Linked DNA regions of Sus scrofa: region 2 is linked to region 1. A link is a contact called in public HiChIP or PLAC-seq data. All regions are on one chromosome and are shown on one strand. The core of a region is the stretch at or near the end of the contact, and the rest is flanking DNA. Distances in the headings are between cores, read along the strand shown.

Evidence for each region. HiChIP or PLAC-seq counts read pairs in DNA pulled down with a chosen protein or histone mark.
Region 2: a contact with region 1 is called in an H3K27ac HiChIP or PLAC-seq map of alveolar macrophages, with 4 times the contacts expected there. The contact joins two enhancer-like sites. A contact is called at or near these places in 1 of 47 Hi-C or Micro-C datasets (epiblast stem cells) and 1 of 2 datasets of contacts at active chromatin or transcription factors (alveolar macrophages).

The regions. Positions count from the first base shown.
Region 1 is chr1:32,244,492-32,247,483 of Sscrofa11.1, reverse strand. The region is part of intron 8 of AKAP7 (A-kinase anchor protein 7); the gene reads left to right. Among named protein-coding and RNA genes, the nearest start is that of AKAP7, 120 kb to the left of the region's middle. Within about 2 kb of position 1,448, at least 8 of the 83 cell types and tissues checked have an H3K27ac peak or open chromatin away from gene starts, as enhancers often do. A contact at or near this core is called in alveolar macrophages, where this site is marked.
Region 2 is chr1:32,583,306-32,586,393 of Sscrofa11.1, reverse strand. It overlaps EPB41L2 (band 4.1-like protein 2), which reads right to left. Exons shown (of 18, transcript XM_021088293.1): 12 at 211-383. Among named protein-coding and RNA genes, the nearest start is that of SMLR1, 120 kb to the left of the region's middle. Within about 2 kb of position 1,438, at least 12 of the 83 cell types and tissues checked have an H3K27ac peak or open chromatin away from gene starts, as enhancers often do. A contact at or near this core is called in alveolar macrophages, where this site is marked.

The sequences.
Region 1 (2,992 bases), core at 199-2,698:
TCTCCCTCTCCTTGGGTTTCTGTCCATCACGAGGTCTTGCTTTCCTGCCCTGAGAGGGATACATGGTCCAAGTGGAGTTAACCAGTCTTTCTATAAAGATTTGATAAGAGGGTCTGTCTTCCTTTTGGGTTGTGAATGGAAAGCTGTAAGCTTCAGATTGATGGCTGGCAGGGAGTGAAGGGGAGTCTTCCTGAGAAGGAACATGGCGCAGAAGGAGGGGGCCAGAGAAGGAAAGAGGAGATGATCCTGAAGATATTGTTGGAGCCTCTGAGCTCAGCCGAAGTAGGACCCTCTCTGTTATATTGAAGCAATAAATCGTCCTTGTTTAACTTGCTTGGGTTAAGTTTTTGTCGCCTTCAACCAAAAGGCTTCCGTTATATTCTAGAGGACACTCCGTGTATGTAAGAGCAGCCCCATTCTGGAACAAATCTTTTAAACCTAGTGAAGAGGTAAAAAGTCTTTGATTTCTTCGGACCTTTCATGTTCCACCTTAGTGGCCATAAAATTTAGCCTTAAGTGAGAGCTGTTATGAAGACTAATTCAGTTCACTTCAACTAGGAAACATCGTGGAGCACATCACATTTGGAAAGTTCGGAGCCAAGGGTTAGGAAGATACAGTGAAGATACATGATCTGTATTGTTGAAGGGTTTCTTTCTTTTTTCCATGTTTAAAGTGTTATTGAAGTATAGTTGTTGTGATAATTTCTGCTGTACAACAAAGTGATACAGTTATACGTATACACACATTCATTCGTTTTCAGATTCTTTTCCCATACACATTTTTGAAGGAGGTATATTGGATCCCAACACTTTTCATGCCCTGAAAGGAAAAAGCCAATAGGAAGGATCTTGATGTTCTCAGTCCAACAAGCAAACCCCACCCCTTCCATACCAGGGAAGTTACAGAGCTAAGTCAGCCAAATAGTGAAAGTGAGTTAATTCCCTATTACAGAAGCTCCTGTCACACAGCGGTTACAGCTTGACATGGGCAAACAGTTTCTACAACAAACAGTTTAGCAGATAAAATTTCCTTTAAACAAGCATTTATAATGTCAGAGGTACAAATTAATAGATCTTGGAACTATTAAAACCAGCCTTTGCATTGTATAGTAATGTTCTTTGCCCTTAGCAAATAGTCAGAGGCAAAAACTGAATTATATGATGAAAATATAAAGAATAATTGTAGTTTTAATTTAAAGTTATGCTAGCTAGGACATAAATAATGTTAATTTTACTAAAGGTTGAGGCAGAGGCTTATAATTTTGTTTCTACACACTGCCCCCTAGACTTACAAATTTAGTCAAGAACATTTGTAAACCTCAGATATGTATACAGAAAAATTATCTTTATAGGAAGAAAGTGACATGAAAACAGGATGTTTAGCGTACATAGAGAGAAGATTTCATATTCTCCAGAGAGAGAAGTCACCCAGTTGGTAAGAATCCCATGGTAAAGACTGATTCACTTTTTTTACGTGTCTCAGCGGCCCCTCCCCACCCTTTGTGGTTAGATCGTTGGTGTTGGCATTTGCCATGTGAATTACATCAGGTTTCAATTTGATGTCTTACATCTGACTGTTAGAGCAAAAATAAAATTCACACTTTCTAAGCATTTAAAATATTCAGCTAAAGTTAGCTGCGAAGCTCAGCTTTTCCCGAGTTTTGATTGATGCTTATGATAGCTAATAAACTGGCAAGCAGATGATGTGTTAATCTAAAACTTTCTATCTAGATCTGTAGCAGTCAGACCTTATTTAGAATTCTGACAATGGGGAGTGTGTCTTGAGGAGGAAGGCCAGGGTGGCGAGGAGCCTGGAAACCACAGCATAAGAGGAAGACTGAAGGACTCCAGGTGCTTAGCTTGGATGGTAAATTGTCTTCAGCCATTTGGAGGATTCTTTAATGTGGAAGGGAAAGAAGTTATTCTGTATGGCTTCAGGGGGCTAACATTGGGACAGTGAGTGTTCATTTTAACACATTTTGGTGATTTTGGAAGCCAAATGATATAGATATGTTAAACCCAGTAGTATTCGAATTATGCTTGGATAACTTTGGTTATAAATAATGAAAATACTGAAAGGGAGTTCTAAAACACAAAGACTTTATCATAGTCAGATTTTGCATTAATCATTTTTATTACCTAAGAGGATATTTTGAGGCAGAGTTTTTCGAACTGTTTTAAGCCACCAACCTCTTTCTTTAAATAGAAGACCAACATTTTTTTTGAAAAAAAGTATGCCTCTTTATTATTTCATATTTTATAGTGACTATTAATGGCTCTTTTAATTAGTACCTATAGGCTCAGTAACCTTGCTTTAAATGTAAATCAGCTATAAAGGAAAAAATAAAAACCATTAAAAAAAACCCAAATGTAATGTACAACTTTGGGTTCTTGTCTAGGTACACTGTTGTATTACTGATGTGCCACATAAAATGTTGATTATTGAACTCCGTAGTAACAGTGGGCGATTGGTATCAACAGGTCCTAGAGATAACAAGCTAAGATATATTACCTATTGTATGATTGTCTTTATGAATGAGATTTTGTGAAAACATTTTGTCCAAATTTACATCTGTTTTAAATTAATTTTCTATAGTATGGGTAGAGTAAATTTAAAATAAAAATTCATTGTGATACATTCATACCGTGTAATGTACACCATATACTTAATCTTCAATGTAAAATTAGATACACAGATTTTTAGATTTTATAAAACCTGAAAGTATGTATGTAAAATTGTATGAAATCTGAATATTAAATTGAAAGGCAGAGTAAACAAATTGTTCTAAGGGGAAGCAAGGTCATGAAGTATGCAGTTTTTATTTTTAAAAGTCCGCTTCATAGCTGCTCTTAATTCTGTACCCTTTGCCTCTGTTATTCATGTCTTAGTCCTCCTGAATTTACATTGTGGGGGAAAAACACAGAAATAATTTATGTCAGGATCCAGTCAAGAAAATAGGAATTACGCCAGTTATTTTAACAGAGAGAATTT
Region 2 (3,088 bases), core at 189-2,688, 340 kb before region 1:
AAACATCAATCAGAAAAACGTTAGAGACCCAGTTCAAACCAGGAAGAGCCTACACATATTTGAAAAGTGGAAAACTGATATGATTATATCAACAGAGAACAGACAGTGACTCGTTTTAAATGATATTTGAGTTCTGACGCGACATGTGCAATAGACAGCCTCTAGTCCGAGGACATATTTAAAACCATTTATTCGACTAATTTGCCATACCTTTCCTTCAATGTACTGCACTGGTGGAGCTTTAGCCAGGCTTCTGACATCCCTTCTGCCGTCACCATCTTGTACCACGGCAGGACTGACAACTCCCGGGCCATATGCTGACACCTCTCCAGCAGGGCCAGCAAAATCTTTCATAAGACTTTGGTCCACAACACCAACTGGAGCTAGTAAGGAATGACCATTTGGATGACTTTAGAACATTTAAACAACAGCATTTTATGAAACGTCTCCCCTCCACCCCCTTCACAGATAAATAGGCAGCATGTAGACAATTAATAGAAACAGAAACCTTATTTGATTATGAAAATAACATCTCAAACAAACCACTGTTAAAATAAACTCGGAAAGTATTCTGAATTGTGACCCATTAAATCACAGCTCTCCAATCAGAGATTGTTCAAGGATATACACGCATTATGGAACTGGCCAGTAGGAGGAGCTCTAAGACCAGGTGAAACATCAGGGTCAGCACTATGTCAGAATTACAAAGTAAAGCAGTATTTTAATTCCCCAGGGTCTCCTTAATCTTGCCTGAACTTATTTCTGAATCTCTCTATAGCAACAAAAAACTAGTTATTAAAATGATTTGCTTCAATAAGTTTTATGATTGCCTCCATAAAGGAACCTTTAATTAGAACACCAGTTAAAACTGCAACAAGACAGTAAGGACGGATTTTACTTCTGTGTTTAAACCTCTCTGTTTAATATTTTCCATCCTCCTAACCTTCCTCCTGAACGCCTCAACTTGACCTACAGTAGGTCTAATACATGGAAATGCTCTGCCTCAGCAAATCTCACCCTTATGCGCTCCCATCTCTCCTAGAGATGGGCAGGAACACAGACTGTGTAGATATTTCTGTCATACAGCAGATCAGCCTAAGATGGCTTTAAATCTCAACAAGGCGAAGTGGCAGCAACCGGCAGAAGCCTCTGTCCATCTGTAGTGTCCCCCCCACCCATCCCCCGCCGATGCTGAGACAACCACTGAGGTCACTTCACCTGTATAAAAAGCACTTCCTGACGTAGTGTGCTGTGCTCCGGTTCTATGCCCCTAGGGAAGCCTAGGAAACAAAGACCTTCAGGCTGCAAGTTCTTAGAGGGCAGGGAACGTGTGTGATCCCCCATCACTGACCTTGGGCAACACCTAGACCTCTTATCCATTGTGTTACAAGAAACCTCTTAATCCACACCCCCACATGCCCTGTCCAAACTTCCTTCTTCCCCTATATTAACTTTCTGCCACATACACTCACTCTCATGCTGGCACCCAGTTACTCAAGTCAGAAAGCTTGAAGTCTCCTCCTTTACTCCTCAACGACCAGCAAGCTGAAAGGAGTCCTTGGATAGATTTTTCAATGTGGCCAGTTTCTTCCATCTCTATTTTACCACCCAGGTCCCTGTGAAGACTTTTGTGGCTCTTAAATACGCATACTTTGGAAAGCCCAGACCAAATCATATTAAACATTAAAATGAACTCACATCATACACTAAGTGTAATTATTTTCTAGGGTCCCCCCCAATTTTTAAAAGATTTTTAAGAAGTTTTCCTTGGAAACTATATGGCTCTGAGTAACTCTTTAGTCTATGTTTATGATTTTTAAGAACCCCATTATGCATCCTCAGAAATTTACTGCAAAATGAGGAAATGTGACCTAGCAATGGTTTCAAATGTAATGATATCAAAATTTTAATGAATATCAAATTTGAAGTTGCCAAATGAGGGTGGCAAGTGTTGACACTGCATATTTTTATTAAACATGTATTGATTTCAGTTTGTGGCTAATAATTTCTTTCAGGTATTCAACCCTTGCAGAACCCTGACAAGCTTATAGGCCAGGGACTATCCCTAACCAAGCTGCTTGAGCTTCCTCTCAAATCCTCTCCAATTATTCCTGACATGGCATGAAGTGATTTTTTTTTTTTTTTAAGATAGCACTGTACACATATGTGTTTGCCCAATCCTTCAACTGTTTCCTAGAAAACCCACATTCTCCATCACAGCCTGCAAGGGCCGTAGTGACCCCTCCCAGCCTACCTCTCCCCATCACTGGTGACTTCTGACAACACTTGCCTTCTTTCTATTCTTGGAATGTTATCAAGCTGTCCCTGAACTTAGGACTTTCAGATCTGCTACTCCTGCTGCCTGGAATGCTTTCTCTCCTGCTTACTCGTGGTGGCCTCCTTCTCGCCCTTCAAGTCTCAACTGAAACGGTTCTTCCTCAGACAGGCCTCCCTCCCCTGATGACACCATCCGCAATGTCCCTGCTTCTTATATCCGCCCCTCCCAAATGCATCTTGGTTGTCAGTGCTCTCCAGGACTGATCTGCCTCCTTTCTGGAATGACTGTGGAATCTTGGAATCTCTCTATTCTAAAGAGAGCTACTCCAGATGGATTGTTATCTGACAGAACAAAGTTTGTTATTTGGTATCCCATTGATTTTTCTCCTATGTAATCACTAGAAGGTTTATTTTCATTTGTCAAACCATAAAGTGAAGAATATTTATGCATCTTGTCTAGTCTGTTTAAAAACAGGAAAAAGAAAAAAACAACAACAAAAAGGTATACTGATGGTGTGGCGGGAAAAATAAAGCTCAGTACGGTTACCGCCTAGCTTTGCTCTGGGGGGAAAAGAGAACATAAGTCCTAACCAAGTAGTTCCCTAGCTGCCTGGTCATGTATTGGCATGAAAAGCCTCCTATTTTTCACAATGACACAATAATCCTTTTGATGACTTGCCCATCTGATGAATTACAGTGTCCAAAACACAAAAGGAAAAATAATGGATTACTGTGCCATGTTTGTTGCTTTTACTTGTGAAAATCATTGTTTTCGGATACAGGCCTACTATTACCCTCTGCACTAACTGTC